Linked DNA regions of Callithrix jacchus: region 1 is linked to region 2. A link is a contact called in public Hi-C data. All regions are on one chromosome and are shown on one strand. Each heading gives the region's core, a stretch centred on a gene start, on an enhancer-like site or on the middle of the called end of the contact. The rest is flanking DNA. Distances are from core to core; before and after follow the strand shown. Region 1 holds the start of RGMB (repulsive guidance molecule BMP co-receptor b). Region 2 holds the start of CHD1 (chromodomain helicase DNA binding protein 1).

Region 1 (4,343 bases), core at 608-3,107, 160 kb before region 2:
TGACAAGTTAGCATCCAGGCTCCACTGACCAATATTTATGGGAAAAGAGTGGAGGAGGCAGGGAATTCGGGCAGCTTGTGCCTGCTATTTATGTACTGTCCAGCTTAGCAGGAGAGAGAGGAAGGACTGGTGGCATTAAAAAACATCCTGTGGGCTGGCCCACTGGGCTTGCTTTGAACTCTTGTTCATCATTATTTTATGCTGCAGCTTGTCTTTGTGTTGGTGGAAGGGAAAAGAAAAACACAAGAGACTAGCCTTTAGTTTCTAAATCAAAGCTGTGCTTTGCTGACTGCTGGAGTGGCTTTTCAAAAGCAAAGGGTGTGGGGACATTAAAATTCCTTGCTCTGTGAAACAGAAGCTGAGTTGGGTTTTTTCTTCTTCTTCTTAATTCTCAGATGCAGAAGAGTATGTTTCAATATATCTTACATTTACCTTGAAACAATCTCAGTATTTTTTTTTTTTTTCAGTTTGGCACTTGGAGAAGATAAAGCAAAGTGAAAAAACACTAAGGAGGAACCTGCAGCGGGTTGGAGGAAGGGCAGTCATTATCACTGAATTTAAGAAACAGAAGAATATGTAAATTTTACTAATTATTGCCCTTTACACATCCTTTCTTGATAGTGACACGAGGGTCCAAAGACGTTAAATCAGTTGCCTAAGACCCAGACCCAGAAACTCAGGCCTAGACCCTCTTCTGTGTTTCTGTGGATTCCCATTCGCCCTCTTTACACTGCCCTATGCTGCCTCTAGCGTTAGCCCAAGAAACTATAAGGAGGGGCTGTGGGAGGAGAAGGCAAAAACTGGAGAGGGTCATAGATTCCTGCCTAAGGAGGCAAGAAACGACCTCCCTGAGTGAAGATGTTTAAGCATTTGACTTGACTAAGAGAAGCAGCCCGCTCGTTCCAAGGGTTGAACGCGCCTATTAGCTGCCGCTGAGTATCTAGGATGCTTTTTTCCCCCTCTACTTTGGAAGATTAATCTAAGGTAGAAAGTTAATCGCTTTCTTGCCCTCCACGACTTCTACACTGATCGAAGCGACCGTCCTCCCTCTAACATTTCATGGGCTCGTTCTTTGCAACACACTTGCTCTAGGTCTTAGGTGTCCCTTTAAACCCTCTCTTCCCTCTTTATTCCCAAATCTTTTATCTTTGGCTCTCTTAAGCTGTAAAGACACACTGGCACCTTAGGTGGTCAGGGAAGGTCGCTGGATTTCTTCTTTCGGTGAAAGTCCGGAGGATCGTTCCTGCCACTGTCCCCATATTTAGACACACTAGGAAGACCCTCAAGGATCATTTACGGAGAGAACGGGGTGCATTCTGCGGCTGCTGGCGGGAAGCTAGAGAATGTGGCGGGCGGGGGCAGCGCATCTGGCGCCTTGGCAGAGGTGCGGACTGGGAACAGCCCGCAAGCGTCCGCTGCCGCCTGCCCCGCGACGACGCGCACAGTCGCCCACCAGGAATCGGTCGGTGCCGCGGGTGGGCGAACGCAGCGCCGCTGGCCCGGAGGACGGCGCGGAGGGTGGCGCTGGCTGCGTGAAAGGCGTCTTTGTGCAAGACTGAGTGTGGTGGGGGGAAGGCAAAGAGAGAACTGGGCCGGGAACTGGACGCGGAGGTCTGGGGCGCCCCTACGCCCCCAGCTGTAGGCTGTGCAGGAAGGAGCCGGGTAACGCCGGCAGGGGGCAGTGTGGCGATAGAGGAGTTGCTCGGGGGTGGGGGTCTCCTTTAGCCTCTATTTGAGGCTAAAGTAGGGAGAAAGCAGCCTGGAGGAAGCTGGTGGGGATTGGGCTCCCCGCCCTCTCGCCTAGGTGGCGGAGAAATCGCGCTAGCTGGAAGGGCGCAGCTCCTCTCCGAGAGCTCATTCCGGAGTCGGAGAGCTGGGAGTGCGGCCCCCGAGGCGGAGCCTCCCTCCAGCCCCGAGTCCCGCTGCCCCCACCTGGGGGAGAGGGGCGGGCGCCGCGCTGCCTTCCCTCCGCGCCTCGGCCGCGTGGCTTGCGGCTTATTTTCCCAGCTGGCAAGCGCCGTGCTGCAGACAAGGGAATGCCTGTGGTGAGTTGTTTATTTTGCTGAAGTTTGCGGTGGGCCCGGGGGACGTGGGGGGCGAGCGGCAGGCAGCAGCCGGGACTGTTTTGTTTAGGTCTCCATCCACCTGTGTGGTATAAATCTGCCAGCCTCCGGGCGGCGGGGGGCCGGGGTGAGAAAGCCCTGACGTTCCCAAAAGCCCCTTTTCGCCACTTACAGATCTAAGACCACATTTGATTCTCCACGCCTGGAACCAGCTAGATCCTAGTTTCGCTCCCCCACCCTCCAGCCCCCCATCAACGCTTCCCGCACCCGCTGTGTGCAGGGCTGGTGCTCCGCAGAGCAATCAGCGCCCACGACCCAGGGACAGCTGGCCGCCGAAGTCCCTCCCCAGCGCCCTTTCCTGTTCTCTTGAGGACAGGGAAGCTGAGGGTTTAATGTGAAGGGCGCTCATGAAATTCGTGGGAACTTGTTCTGGCTTCTTCTGGCGTGGAGTTCTTTCAGGGGTGTCGGGTCTGCCCCGGACTACAAAATAGGATCCTGAGTTGGCTGAAGTTGCCCAGACTAGGCTGCAGAGAGGTCGGCTGTTGGCTCGCAGGAGAGCCCAGAGGAACCCCTTGAGCTGATGGCAGTCAAGACCGGCGGCTGCGTTTGCCTGCAAGAAAAGCCTAAATACATTAGCGAGCTGGTAAAGCTTTTAAGGCCTTCTTAGGAGCGAGTGGCTGGCTAATGAGAGGTTAATTTTGTTTCGAAGGGAAGGCTGCACTGGTTTCCTGAGATAAATGGACAGGAAGCGCATTACCTCCGCGCGCTGGCAAGAGGCTCCCAAATGCTTTTTGCACCTGCCGTTTTGAGCGGTGAGAGCAGGAGCCGAGCCCGCAGGGATTGCGGGGGCCCGTTGCGTACGAGTGGGTGATGAGCCCCTCACAGGCCCCAGGCTCGCTCCCTCCGGGGGTGCATTGCTCACACCAAGCTCTGGGATTCTTCTCTCACGCCCAGGTCCTGCGTGTTCCGAAGTCCGGGGGCTCCCTGATCCCTCTCCAGGAGCGGAAGGGTTAAGAATGATGTAAGTACAGGCACTTGGTTTCTCAAGTCGCCCGCTTGGCCCTCTTCCAAGTTGTACTTTCCTTCTTTTCTCTCCTTTCCTTTCCTTCCTTTCTTTCCTTACTATTCTAAAGCTTTTTAATAAACTTTCACTCCTGCTTTTTAAAAAAAAAAAATGATGTAAGTACAAACCACGAGCTGCTTGACGCTGCGCTGTCGGACTCCAAGCTATTTCAGCCGCTGCTTTGTATACATAGTAGACGGAGGAGCAGCCAGGGAGCCCTTACTCTAGAATGGATTGCACATATGGAAACCTAGGTGATCTGCTAAGCAGGCAGAGATCCTCCTGTTAGATTTCTGGAAATGGAGACATATTAACTAGAAAACAGTTAAAACATCACGTATAGGTTCAGGAAATGAAACCGCATATTGTTTAGAATCCATTAGTGTTTCTGGCATGTGTTTTAATTCTGTCCACTCCCCTGAATGTACTGTTCAGGTCTCCTCTTTCTCTTTCCTTCCTGAAAACAAAGAGGAAGGGAGAAAGTGCACCAGTGGCAAGAAACATGGTGGATGTGTGAGTTACACAAGTCATCAGTCACTTCATTCTTTTTATCTGATTAAAACATAAAACTTTTATAAGTCATTGATTTTATGTTTGTGTTTTAGCACCCTCTCCGATTTTTCTTTGTAGAATCTAAAATCCTTTGTAACTTGCAGCTCACCGGCTTGAATGGCAGTGCTATAAGCGACCATGCACTATGCTCTTGCTTTCCAAGCCGATTTCTGATCTTTCTAACAGTACCAATTTACCCGCGAGTTGTCAACTGACTTATGTCTTGAAAATAGGAATCACCATGTGGTTTAATTGTGAAAATTAGCATTTTCCTCTAGCGTCTGAACACTTATGCAGCAATAAAAAGTGAATTGTTAGGCTTATAAATCTCGAGCTTGTCAAATTTTACAATAGAGGAGCAATAAAGCACCTTAGAGACAATGAAGTTTTTCCTCAGAACAGTTGTTTCACACCACCAGTATTTGCAATGACTCGAGGACGCCCTCTATTGATAAGGAAATCTAGAGCACTCGTGTACTTACAGAACAGGATATGGGGGGAGGGGAGTGAAAAAAAAATCATATAAAGTCACAATCGGAAAGACCCAAACCAAACTGAAATTTTTGATCCTTAACTATTGGTTGTATGTTTTGTAATACGGTCAATACGGTGAGATGCTTCTTTTATAGGGCCTTGGGTTAAGAGGAAAAAAACATTTTAGTCTT
Region 2 (4,535 bases), core at 1,277-3,776:
ATCAAGAAGTTTTAAAGTAAAATACAAATCTTCCCAGTTTAAAAGATGAATATAAATATTAACTCCTCCTTGAATATAAAAATTCACAGATGAATTTTCTTCAACATTCACAGGTTTCCTGGGACTCTCCTTTGATTCACCTAAAGAAAATACATTAACAAATTAAGAAAACTTCCTGCAGAAAAAAGGTAAATATACCTGTTTAAAACGTACAAATCTACACAGGCCAATTAGATTAGAAGTGGTACGGAAAAAGTGGGGGCCTTTTATTAAATACTTAAAATATCTAGCTATCTAGTAATTACACTCTAGACCTGACTACTAACTAGAATTTAGTATGCTACTGCTAATACACTTCGGACAGAAGAAATTAAAATATTTGTGGAGTGATAAGACTTTTAGAGACTAATTGCCACTGTCTAACAATGTGTATATATATATATATATATATAGACTACTAAAGCAAGGTGGTAACCCATACATACATCCCAAGAGTAGATAACTGAGTCTTATTAGATAACTTGGTCAAATAAATGAAAGGAGGGAAAAGATTACTTTTGATAAAACCCTCATTCCTATCACCAAGAACTTCATATACCTGACTGAGAAAGTTTTGAAAATGCTCCCATGGGAGGAACAGGCAAGTAAAAGGTATCACATCATCTCAACAAAAATGCGTAAGTCCAAATAAATATGTTCTTTCACAGGTAAACGGAGAGAGGGATAAAATTTTAAAAATACTTATCCAGTTTTTCACTTGCTTTTTATTCTGCGGGAAAAAAAAAGTAATAGAATATACAGTATATCTGATTTCTTCAGTAAAAGATTTGGGGCAAGAATAATTATCCAAGGCACATCATTTCCACCTTTCAAGACTTTAGTACAACACTGGAGAATCACCTACAAGCCATCCACGAATAAACAAAGGAGATCTCTGGCAGGGGAGGGAGAGGAAGAAGCGGGGGAAGGAGACGTCAGATCCTTCCCCAGCCAGAAAGTACCGAGACTGCCATCTGAGAGCAGAGCTGTCCTCCGACCTCAGCAAAGAGAATTCACTCCTACGATTATTTCCATTCCACAAAAGGAGGAGGGAAACAGACTGTTACCAACTCAATCATAGCAAAGTCTGCATCTAGATCAGGATGCTAATTCTCTAGACTACAGTCCAGTAGACTCTGCAAGAATAGGTTATCTAAAAAGTAATCATTCTACTCAACACATTTATTCCTAATGTTAAATATTAATCTCAACCCTAGTCAAAGAACCTTACTGAACAATTAAGTCTTAAAAATCTAAGTACGCTAACAAACTGCCTTTCCCGTTTCTTCGTTTAAAAAGTTCACTCCCTTTTTTGTTCCTTTTCACCGTCTTTTCGTCCCTCAAAATGGCTTTCTCTGAACATTTTAACTTCCTTCCCCCCTCCATCTCCCTTATCCGAGTAAGTCCTGTCTGAGACCCTTTTCACAACCCTAGTTCTGAAGCTCCAAGTGCACAACAGCTCCTCGTCCTCTCAAGCATCTCAACAATGACTACCCTAAGTTATTAAACCTCTTCAATCCTGTCTTTTAGCAGTTGCTCTGCTCCTGATAAGTTTTTAAAGCGGTACTCTAAAGAGGTTTGGAAACCATCCTCCTCGCTCATCCATCCAAATCGCTCCAATCAGCCTCCCTCGCGGACCTGCCCCCCTCTCCCAGGGCCTCCTTCCCGGTCCGGGAGTCCCTCTTCCCGCCTCAAACTTCCCGCAGACCCGCCCCGCGCCCTCCCAGGCTCGCTGGAGCCGCCGCCCCCTCCCCTCCCCCTCCCCGCCGCTCCCCACGTGCTGGGAGCCCGGGTCGCCGCAGGACCGACGCACGGGATAAGTGCTCGCCATTCGAGGGTCTCCTCTCGCTGCCCGGTCGGCACCAAGCTCAAGAGGCCCTGGCAGGGCCGCCAGGCCAGCGCGAGGATGCGCTCTGCGGCCGCTGGCCTGTGCTCGCCGCTCACACGCCCCCTGCGCGCCGGGCCCGTACACCGCCACCGGCCCTCACAGAGCCGTCCGGCCTTCGCCCGGACGCTGGGCCGCCGCCCGGGCACCGCGCCGCGCCCGCCCTCCACCCGGCCACCTCCTGTCCTCCCCGCCGCCCCCTTTCTTACCGGCAGGCTTGGCTGGGCGGAGGGAGCCGACTCGGGTCGACGGCCTCCCCCGCGCCCAGGATCTCCGCCGCCGAGTCCTAGGGCTCCGGGCGTCTTGGGGTAAGCAAGAGTCCGTGCGAGGGAGGGGGAAGGGGGAAGACGCGGAGGGGAAGGGGAAGCCCCTGCCCGCGGCACCAACGCGCAATCCCCTGCGAAGTGGATCCAACAATCAATTCATTATTGAAGCACCAAGGGCGAGCGCAGCAAGAACTAGAAGTAACGAGTCGTCGCCGCCGCCGCCACCGTCGTCGCGCGCGCGCTCCCGCTCCCGCCGCTTATCTGCCCCCGGCAGCCGCCATGACGCCGAGAGAGCGAGCGAGCGCAACCGTCTTCGTCGTAGCCGCCGCCGCCACCGAGGTCGCCGTCGCCTCCGCCTCCCGCGCGACGTAAGCGCCTGTGCTCACTCCCCTTCCTGACCGAGCGCGAGAAGGGCGAGCGGGCGCGCGCGCGCACGCCAAACCCTTTCCTCTCGCGCGCGGGCGGAGGGAGGACGTTGAAGAGTCGTGGGCCTAGGAAAAAAGCGATTGGTGCTGGGGCGGGCAAAGGGCAAGTGCGCGCACGCGCACGGATGGGAGTGCGCACGCAGACTGCGCGGAGGGCGCCGGACTCTGGCTGCGGCTGTAGTTTGCTGATCCTCGCTTGGGTACCCGCCCTTAGAGGCCCGGCGTTGAATTCCGGGAAGTGGGAGCTGCAGGCTCGCTCCGTGCGGGTATGGGCGCTAATGTGACTCGGGATGGTTGCGCAAGGACGTCGCCGCGGAGAATGACAAGGAACCGGGGAGGAACGGGGGTGGGGAGAGACAGCAATGGGACTTGGGAAGCCGCTGAAGGGCAGCACTGAATAAGCCTAAAGGGCCCGGTCGCGCGAAGGGTCGGTGGCGCAGGCCTCGGCTGCGTCGGATCGCCAGGCCGCAGGGCCTGGGCGGGGGCTGCTGCGTCACACAGGGCAACCTGGGAACGCCAATTGTTGGCAACCGTGGTGGCCTCTCGCCACCTCTTAGGTCTGAGCGATCTGCGACTGATGCTCCCTCGAAGCTGATGTCTCGCACGGGCGGGGCGCCTGAGGAGGAGAGAAAATAGAGACCCGGTTGTTGACAGCCGGCTAGGCTGCTTCATTCATGTGTGGGTAGCCTAGTTTAGAAATGTACTACCCTTTCTTTCTAGGTTCCTCCCCAGAGGGCGGGGTGAAGGGTGCTGCGCTGAATCGCAACAAAAAACGCTTCTTGAGGGATGTTAGTAACTGTCTCAGCTTAATTTCGTGCCTTTTAGTTGACAGTTTCTATCGTAACTGTAACTGTGGGCCTTAGTTAAATACCTTCAATGTGTTGGATGGTAGTGTACTCACTTTACCCGGTTTTTTGAAAACATTGTTTTTAAAATCAAAATTGTTTCACTTCGTTTTTTTCAGTCTGCAGATCGACTTGACTCGCTCGAGGTTAATGATTTTTGTTTTTTTCTATTTATAGAGGCAGGGTTTTGCCGTGTTACTAGGTTGGTCTCAAACTCCTGAGCTCAAGCGATCCACCTGCCTCTGTCTGCCAAAGTGCTGGAATTACAGGTGTGAGCCACAGCACACAGCGGAGGTTAATAATTTTTAAAAGCTTCTAATCCCATTGTTAAGTTAATGGATTTGGTGTAAAGGCCCACTTTCTAACTCACATGAGTTTGATTGCAGTAAGTGCATTCCCCAAATAATTATTTTTCCTTTGTGGGAAATATTCCAGAATTTTAGACTACCGGCTTGTTTAAACAGTTTGGTTTAAAGCCTTCAAAGAAATGTCAAAACATAACTCCACATACGTATTTACTACATATTGAAGGGTATATTTACCTGGAGGAGTAGGTGAAAGCAAACAGATGCCCATGGCCTTTTTGAAAACATCTATGAGCAATAATTGAATAGCAAAACTACATGGAACGCTGCCATTCTTTGCAATATTAAATAGCTTTAATTCTGAGTTGTGAGGAATAATGAGATCATACAAATCTTCATTTCTGAAGTCCCTAAAGTTATGAACTGAGTGCTAATTTTTCATATTAAGCTTTATGTAAATATCCTTAATGATAGGAACTTTCTATGCCTCTAATTTATCCAGAGAAACTAACCATTAACATATAACGACTGTTGTAATCAGAAGTATAGTTAAGTTAATAAAGTCCTCAGTTACAATTCTGACATTTTATCATTGTCTTATGAAAAGAATTACCGTATATACAATCTGTTTTACATTTTCTGAAAGCATGAGACCGGTTTTTTGTTTTTTTACTACTAATTGTGCCATCAAACATGCTATTCGAAAAAATATCTTGCCCAATTTGTAATAAAATGTTGAACCTTGGAGATTTAGATTTGGAGTAAAATAG

The links. A called contact is a pair of places that touch in the nucleus more often than the background predicts.
Region 1: a contact with region 2 is called in a Hi-C map of skeletal muscle, with 2.6 times the contacts expected there. The contact joins the promoter of RGMB here to the promoter of CHD1 in region 2. A contact is called at or near these places in 2 of 3 Hi-C or Micro-C datasets (both in skeletal muscle).

Annotation. Positions count from the first base shown.
Region 1 is chr2:111,971,164-111,975,506 of calJac240_pri, reverse strand. It overlaps RGMB (repulsive guidance molecule BMP co-receptor b), which reads left to right and starts at 1,857. Exons shown (of 5, transcript XM_002744783.7): 1 at 1,857-2,045; 2 at 3,018-3,084. The coding sequence starts at 3,080.
Region 2 is chr2:111,809,405-111,813,939 of calJac240_pri, reverse strand. CHD1 (chromodomain helicase DNA binding protein 1) reads right to left here and starts at 2,526. Exons shown (of 35, transcript XM_078365870.1): 1 at 2,134-2,526; 2 at 1-140.